Regions from separate parts of the Mus musculus genome. Here region 2 is linked to region 1. The links are chromatin contacts, called in public promoter capture Hi-C maps. All regions are on one chromosome and are shown on one strand. Each heading gives the region's core, a stretch centred on a gene start, on an enhancer-like site or on the middle of the called end of the contact. The rest is flanking DNA. Distances are from core to core; before and after follow the strand shown.

Region 1 (4,532 bases), core at 350-2,849:
AGGTTAGGAGTTTGAGGTCAACCTGAATTATGTAGTAAGATACTGTCTGAAAACAAAGCAATTAAAACTCGGGAGAAGGGACATAGACAAAGACTGAGTTATGACTCAGTTATGACTGTCAACAGATGGGAGACGTAAGCTCTAGCATTCTAGGGTGAGTACATGTATGATTGTTATATATTCAGGTTAACTAGGAGAGAGAGCAGTTGGAGGTTTCCTAATATGAATGATGATGATGAGGAGGAGGAGGAGGAGAGAGAGAGAGGGAGAGAGAGAGAGGTGTGTGTTGGAGATGAACACAGAGCCAGGTGAATGAACTAGCGCAACCCACCTCCATTCCCAAAGCAAAGTGTAAGACAAGTCCTTTAGTGCAAGGATTTACAGAAGAAGATCTAGGAGAAGAAAAGGGTTTCTTTAGTCCGGGGAACAAGTGGGAAATCTTGGAGGAGTTATGTAGTAAAGCTGGCTCAGGGCTCCTCCCGTGATGCCTTACCTACAGTGAACTTTAGGGATGACCACAGGCCACGAGCCTTTGCATAGAATCTCAGACAGTAAGCAAAAAAGCTTCTGGAGCTCTACAGCTTGCTGACAAGTCTCAGCTACACTGAAAGTGACAGCTCAGCCATCAACAGGGGACACAGTTCAGGCCACCACTGGAATCTGCTAGATTCGAAACCCAGTGATGACTGAAAAAAGAAACCCCGGGGACTTCTGAGTGACCAGTGCATTTTTATAAAAGTCCACGTGCATATTTGGTGTTGCTGTGAGTACAATCGATATGAAGAAGGCTAGTCAGTTGGGGAGGGTGTGACGTGAGAGGAGGGGCGGGAAGCAAGTTGGCTTGTCTGGAAGCATATATCAAGGTGTAGCTGGAGATAAAAGCCGTGGCCGGTTGGTGGGTATCTTGAAACCAACCTTCTAATTTTTAAGTCAAAATTTAAAAGTTAGTGTACAAAGGGATGGGTTTCTTGGTGGCAGTTGCATATGTACACATCATTACACTTTGTTCTTATTCATTCCCCCACCCAGTGTCTTCTCACACACTCCCAACCCCTTCTTACTGCTCTCCCTCCTCCCCAATGCTCCTCCCTGTGCTTTCAAATTGCCCGTATTACTTTACTCTCCCCTGGCCTTTTATGGTTTCTTTCTCCTCTCCCATGGTCTCCTTTTGACTTTCATAACCTACACGTGCTTACACACACACACACACACACACACACACACACACACACACCCCACAAACCCCTAAACATAAATCCCACATATGGGAGAAAACTAATCTTCCTGAGTCTGCCCTATTTCCCCCAACATAATGGTCTTCAGTTCCATCTATAAAGCTTCTAATTTATGCTTATTGGGAAGTACAAGAGAGCAAGCCTTCATTTTTAAAAAGGAACAATGGAATCAAATTTTAGGAGTCATGGTTGTCACCAAGCACTGGGGGAAAAGAGAGTTGGGGTAAAGGTCCTTCTTTGCCGAGGCAGTAGACGGGTCCCTTGCTTTTGGGGAGCCTCCTTTCTGAACGCTCGCTTTATCAGGGGTGGGCAGACAGGGCGTTGCTTGTTTGTTTATAGGGACAGTCAGAGGCCCTCTGTGGGGTAGACAGAGAGAACCCTTGGCTTTGAGACTCTGGCATCAGACTAGAATATGAACTTTTTGCAGACCCATCTCTTGAGATCTTCCTGGCACTCTTGCCCGATGTCAGACCACCCTGCCTGTGGGGAGCCCAGTGTTCCCAGGTAGGAGGCCCCAGCTCTGCCGCTAAAGGACACAATCTCCACCTCAAAGGTCAGTTCTCTTCGGTCTCTTTTCTTCCCTTAGTCTGTTTAGTTCTTTAAATTTCTCAGGATCCTCAAGTTCAGTAGGGAAATAATCTTTCTTTTTACAAAGATCATCTTAAAGGACAACATGGGACAATGGTTAGCTGTCACTTAGGAGCCTCGAATCCAAGTTACCAGCGTGCTGTGCCGGTTCTGTCTAAGACTCTTACTTATTGTCACGGTAGTCATTAATAATACAGCAGATGTGCAGTTCGGCCCCACCATCTGCTGGGTCCCGGGCTGGGCCATATCAGGCTGATCATTTATACATGTGTAGGGTCTTCATAAGTTGCTCAAGATTGGCAAGAGAATGTCTGTTGGAATCTTTTTTTTTATTTGTAAGCTTTAAAAATCAAACTAGTTCAAACTTAAAATGTGACTGATTCTGACTGAAGGAACATACTTTCAACTTGTGTCATGGGGAAAAATGGCTACTATATAAAGATCTATTCAAGCTATTAAGAGACAATAAGTCAAAGAAACAGCTTAAAAATATTATTTTATTATAAAATTGATTAAAACTTTATTTAACTTGATATATTTCACTTAAGGCAAGGCTGTGGGAAAGCGAGAACTTTTATGTTGACTGATTGATTGATTGATTGATTGATTGATTCATCCCTTAGGACAATTTGATGGTGAAAACATTCCTATTTTAAAATTAGGAAACTCAAAGCCTAAGAGTTAAGCAGTTTGCTTTAATTTACAGTCTCATTTAGTTGGAGACTCTGCTACAACCCTTAGGACTAAGACTCCTAATTCTAGCCACCAACCACTGTCGTCTGTACTGATGATCAACCATACGGAATTATTTCTAAAAATTCTCACAGGTCTGTGTTGGAATGCTGAAGCGGCTAAAGAAACATGTGGTGGCGTGGAAAATGTGTGTAATGCCACACTCACGGAAGATGTCAGGTATCAAAGCAACATGACGGGTTTATGCTTTTAAAAAAGATTTATTTGTTTTTACTTTATGGGGACAAGTTTGTCTGCTTGAGTGAATGCGTGCTTAGTGCCTGTGAAGGTCAGAAGAGGGCATTGGATCCCCTGGAACTGGAAGCTACAGATACTGGTGAGCTGCTATGTGGGTGCTGGAACTGACCCAGGTCCTCTGCAAGAGCAGGCAGTAGTCTTACAAGCTGAACCATCGCCCCAGCACCCCCGGGTTGTTTTCTGATAACTGAAGTGATGGGCAGGGTGGGAACGGGTGGAGAGAATTTGGAGGTGATCTCCTCTTGGACTGCTTGCATTTTCAACTTCCTCCTCAGTGTGGCAGGACAGACCACGCTTCCTCCTAACTGCCTGCAGTTCAGGCAATAGCAAGTGGGTGGGCAGAGCTTCACTAGGGAACTCTCTGGGGTCTCCCACCGCTAGAACACACCGTGCTTTGCACCTCTGAGCTATGATATCTCCGTTGAGTTTAGTACACATTTATCAAGCACATTTCTCCAGGCATCTACAGCCAGTGCTCGATGCATACTCTCCTCCTGAATCTGTCCACCTGCCTGTGAAGAAGCCCTGCCCCGACAGATTATTGCCATGGCGGCAAAGATATCACACAACTTTGCTAGAGATGTGGGACTAGCAAATAGAAATAGGTAAGACCTGAGTCTAGGTCTAGTCAGCTAGCCCCAGTGTCTATTTGAAGGGTTGGTTTCTTTATGTTGGAACATGATGAGGACTTTGCAGCCTTGGTTGATTGTCAACTTGCAAGGCTGTCAGCGAGGCTGGAGATGCTGCTCAGCAGTTAAGAGCACTTGTTGCTCTTGCTGGGGACCATTTTCACAACCACCACTATCTCCAGTTAACAGGGGAGCCGGCACCCTTTTCTAGCCTCTAAGGGCACCTGCACTCATGTGGTGCACATGCCTCCCCCATATATACATATAATTAAAAACTACTTTAAGAAGAAGAGTTTCTGAGGATTTTAGTCACATTGTCACAGGAGGAGTAAGAGTGGTATTACAAGGGAGTAGGGAAGGGGAGCTGGGTTTAGAAGCACATGTCCTTGCTCCAGCTAGAACTCATCAGCCCTCTTTTGATGTCTGTCCTAGTTCATATGGAGAGACCAAGTCCCTGTGGTTCCTGGCTTGTCGGCTGTCTCTTCACCATAGCTGTCTTCCAGCCGCCTGTTCAGGTGTTAGGTAGGAGTTTTGGGTCTTTCTCTGCCTGGGAGGTCTGACAGGGATGAGGCATGGCTCTGGAACTTGGCTCTTCTTGGGTTCTGTTTTCCATTCTCCTTTCCAGGATTGCCCTTCTCTAAGGAACCCCCCTTTCTCACTCCTTCCCAAACTGTCTCTAAAATGTTTTTCTCCCCCTCTTTGGTCTCCGTCACACAGGGGATGCTGGCAAGGTCTACATAGCCCCTCTTAGGGACACAGCCAACTTGCCCTGCCCTCTCTTCCTCTGGCCTAACATGGTACTCAGCGAGATGAGGTGGTATCGGCCCGGACACCTACCTCGCACCCAGGCTGTCCACGTGTTCCGGGACGGGCAGGACAGAGATGAAGACCTGATGCCAGAATATAAGGGCAGGACGGCACTGGTGAGGGATGCCCACAAGGAAAGCTACATCCTGCAAATCAGTAATGTGAGGCTCGAGGACCGAGGGCTATACCAGTGCCAGGTCTGGGTCGGAAACTCAAGTCGAGAAGACAACGTGACCCTGCAGGTGGCAGGTTAGCACAGGTTGGAGGGGCCCGGGTCATTTGT
Region 2 (4,236 bases), core at 382-2,881, 300 kb before region 1:
TGCTGGACAAACCTAGTTACCATGGAGAGAACCCATTCCCAAAAGTTGTTCTGCACACCCTGCAAGCTCCTTCTGGCATTCACGTGACCCTGTGCTTCAAACACACATCGAAGATGCACAAAACATCATTTAAACCGGGTGGTGGTGGAGCACACCTTAAATCACAGCACTCGGGGAGCCAAAGGCAGATCTCTGTAATGAATTTGAGACTAACCCGGTGTCTTAGTTAGGGTTTTACTGCTGTGAACAGACACCTTGATCAAGGCAAGTCTTATAAAAAAACAACATTTAATTGGGGCTGGCTTACAGGCTCAGAGGTTCCGTCCATTACCATCAAGGTGGGAACATGGCAGTATCCAGGCAGGTATGGTGCAGGCAGAGCTGAGAGTTCTACATCTTCATCCAAAGGCTGCTAGTGGAAGACTGACTTCCAGGCAACTAGGATGAGGGTCTTAAGCCCACACCCACAGTGACACACCTATTCCAACCAGGCCACACCTCCAGATGGTGCCACTCTGAGAATATACAAACCATCACATTTACAGAGTGAGTTCCAGGACAGAAACTACACAGGGCTACAGGGAAGCAGGGCTACAGGGAGACAAGGTTACCCAGAGAAACCCTATATTGAAAAAACCAAAATGATGATGATGATGGCGGCGGCGATGATGATTTCAAAAAGATGTTTTAAAGAGCTGGAAACACAACTGGCTAAAGTCAACCCCATAGTTATTTAGAAATGACTAGCTAGGAGCTGTGAGATGGCTCAGAGAGTAAAAGCACTTGCTGCCTAGCCTGACTTTGATCCACATGGTGGGTTTCAGGAGAACCAGATCCTGAAAGTTGTCCTCTGATCTTCACGATCAAGCTGTGGTAACAGGCCACCAGCTCACCTTGTGCACAATAAATAAATAAATAAATAAATAAATAAATAAATAAATACATAAATAAATAAATACATAAATACATACATAAATAAATGTATAATTAATTTATTTTCAAGAACCGAATACCAGGTTTCACGCTATTGTTTGCGGGCAGAATTTGCAAACGGCTAGGACCACGGACAGTATGTACAGAGGACTGAGTTGGAGGGCGGAGGGGAAGTGGGGTGTGGACTAGGAGGAAAAAACGCGCCCTAGGGGTTCCCCTAACTCAATATGGGGGTCTTAACCTGTTTTTATGACACTGGGGTTATGATGGTCAAGCGCTGGTGCAAACTGGGGTGTAAGAAAAGGAAAAGGATCTTCGAATTATCTAAATGAAGTATCTGGTTGCTAAGACCCAACTGCCTCCATCTCCCAGCCAGGCTGCAGGCCAGGATTGGGGCAGACAGATCGCTCTTCTAAGGGTCAAGTCCAGCTGCAGAGCCCCGCCATGTGACCTTGCCAGGCTGGGAGTTGTCTTTGGAAGAGGTTGGTGGTGCAACCAAGACTCGCACTTTTCTCTGGGGGAGCAGCACCGCGCCTACCCAGCCAGTGGCCCATCGGTTCCCGGGGTCGCCCCAGCCCCGCCCGGCCGCCGCAGGCTGCGCAGCTCCGCAGGCTCCGGGCCGGGTCCTCCCCGGGCGTCGCGACGTGCTGATTGGCTGGGCGGAGGCGGCGGAGGAGGCAGCGGAGGCGGCGGCGGCGGCGTCGGCGCGAGGCGATCCGGAGCATTCGCCGGCCGGGTCTGCAGAGGCGGCTGGCGCACGGCGCAAGCAAAGCCGCGGTGCTCGCCTGGGACGCGCCAGGGGGTCGCGCGGGCGAGCGGCCGCAGCTTCGGTCGCCATGTGCGCGCAGGTCTGGCTGCTGACCGACCGGCTCATCCGCGAGGACTACCCGCAGGTGCAGATCCTGCGCGCGCTCCGCCAGCGCTGCTCGGAGCAGGACGTGGGTTTCCGGGCGGTGTTCCTGGACCAGATCGCCGTCACCGTCGTCGGCGGCCACCTAGGTGAGCTCAGCCGGGGGAGGGAGGGAGGGGCACCGGGGTCCCGTGAGCCGGCCGCTCTCCTCCTTGAGCCCGGCTCCGAGGTAGCCCCTCTGCAGCAGCCTGAGGCCAAGAGTAGAGAAGATGCTTAATTCATTTAGGAGATGAGTTAATGGGGCATTCACATTCACCTGAAGCTAAAGGCACCAAACCTCACACTGTAGATTCTCCGAGCACAGGTGGCCTGCCGGATTGGATCCCGAAATTAAAAGAACCAACCCAGAATTCACAAAATTGCTCTTAGGCAGATGTTTGGGAAACTTTTCCAGTGGTATGTATGCTCCAGTGATGAACGCCCTAGGTAGAACACTATTCTCAAACTGGGAGCCTAATTATGGGAGACAGCTGAGAAAGATTGAGATCGTCTCTGGAGGGGAAGGGGCGAGAGGAGACGATTGATGGTTTCCATTAATTTGTCCTCCTCCCAAAGAATGTTTAATTCAGATTCCAAAATAGCCAAGTACTTCCAGGCCTCACTGGTCCCTTCAGTGCCGGGTCCAGGGCAATTGAGGTGGGAGGTTGGGGGAAATGGTTATTATCCCTGACTGCCTATTCAAAGCGTTCTGTTTATTCTTATTATCTTCAATACATGCCTGCTATGTATTGCTAAGCTATCCATGACTTTGGAAACTCGTATTCACTGGCTTACAGTCTGTGTTCTCGGTAAGCCCTCCGAGGTAGCCAGCTATTTCAGGGGGTCCAGGGCTGAGGAGGGTTGGGCCGTCTTGGATGCTTCTTGGAATGTTACCCATATGTCATCTTTAACTGGTTGAGTAGAGTTCCTTCTGCAAGGGTAGGGATTCCACATCCTGAACAGACTACTTACAAGTGAGGTTTTGAGTATGTGTCCCTAAGTGAAATAGCTCAGTTTTGTACATTGTTCATCGGTAGGTGTAGTTAAACCTTACTAGGTTCAAAATGCATATACTTTGGGAGTAGTTATATGCAAGCATTAGACACTCCACATTTCAAGTGGTGTGCTTAAGTGTAAAAATACCATTTTTTAAGTTTGGGTTGCTGAAACCCTCCTGATTGGTTAACGGTGAACGCCATTTCTGAACAGAGAATTTGAAGAACTAGATTCTTCTTACAGCTTTTTTGTTGCCAAATGTCTCGGCTTTGCTTTGTGATAATCACTTTGACTTTGATTTTAGGGTTTGGTTTGGTTTTGCCTTTTCACGGTTAATTTTATGTCTATGGGTGTTTTGTCTCCATGTATGTCTGTACACCATGTGCATGCAGTACCCTCAGACGCCAGATGAGGGCATCATATCCTCTGGGAACTGAAGCTATAGTTGTGAGCCACCATGCAGGCTCCAACCTGGGCCCTCTGGAAAAGCAGCCAGTGTTCCTAACCACTGAGCCCTCTCTCCTGCCCCCATCTCTTTGAATCATGTATGTCATATTTAAGTTGAGATTCTCCAAGCTTGAAAAGCTTTGGGTTCCATATTTAAGTGGAATGATCAGTTATATTTTGGTGATCTAAAACCGGTCATTAATATATACTTGTGTCCATTCCCAAGATGAGTTTCCTTGTTTTCTTTACAGCTTGTAAAAACATCCTTTTGAGAGACGGTAGTCAGATTTTCCTATTGTTTGTCAGTCTTTACGTGTACATCAGCACTTCTGAAGATGTTCTCTCTGAATGTATAAAACTTCGTGTTAAAGAATCAATTGTAAGAAAAGTGAAAATTAAATCGTAATGATTCAGGAAGCACGTAAGCAATTAAGTAGAACTCATGTGTGAAAATGTCTGTGTTCACAAACTAGTCATTTACAAGAAAATCTATATAGATGCTTGATGGATGGATGGAGAAATTGAAGACAGGTTTTTTGGTGTGTGTGTGTTTGTTTGTTTGTTTGTTGGAGACAGGTCTCGCTGGATAGCCTTAGCTGTCCTGGAACTTCCTATGTAGACCAGGCTGGCCTCAACCCCCCAGAAATCGACTTACCTGGCTCTGTGATGGTTATTTTAACTTAGAAGATCTACCCTAACCAACCTGAATTTGGATGGGGCTGGGGCTGGGGCTGGAGCAGTGACCCTCAGGTTACTAAAGCAGTCCTATAGAAAGTCCCCCTTTATACTCTGCTGGCTTAACGTCTTATCTACCTTATTTTGTTCCTTTGAGAATCTGCACGTTGTTTAATCGTTCAGTAAATGTTTATTTCCCTAAACACAAGTGATTCCAAGACCAAAACACATGTAACTAATAGTAACAACTGTAATCACGGAGTCATAGTAATAGGTCCTCACGCCAACTCGCGTGG

What was found. Promoter capture Hi-C pulls out the DNA fragments that hold promoters and counts their contacts.
Region 2: a promoter capture Hi-C map of pre-B cells shows a contact between it and region 1, with 2.4 times the contacts expected there. The contact joins the promoter of Rimkla here to the promoter of Ermap in region 1. A contact is called at or near these places in 1 of 39 promoter capture datasets (pre-B cells) and 1 of 9 other capture datasets (pancreatic islet).

The regions. Positions count from the first base shown.
Region 1 is chr4:119,187,062-119,191,593 of GRCm38.p6, reverse strand. It overlaps Ermap (erythroblast membrane-associated protein), which reads left to right and starts at 1,599. Exons shown (of 13, transcript NM_013848.3): 1 at 1,599-1,788; 2 at 2,651-2,735; 3 at 3,875-3,964; 4 at 4,160-4,498. The coding sequence starts at 3,880.
Region 2 is chr4:119,489,993-119,494,228 of GRCm38.p6, reverse strand. It overlaps Rimkla (ribosomal modification protein rimK-like family member A), which reads left to right and starts at 1,631. Exons shown (of 5, transcript NM_177572.4): 1 at 1,631-1,932. The coding sequence starts at 1,770.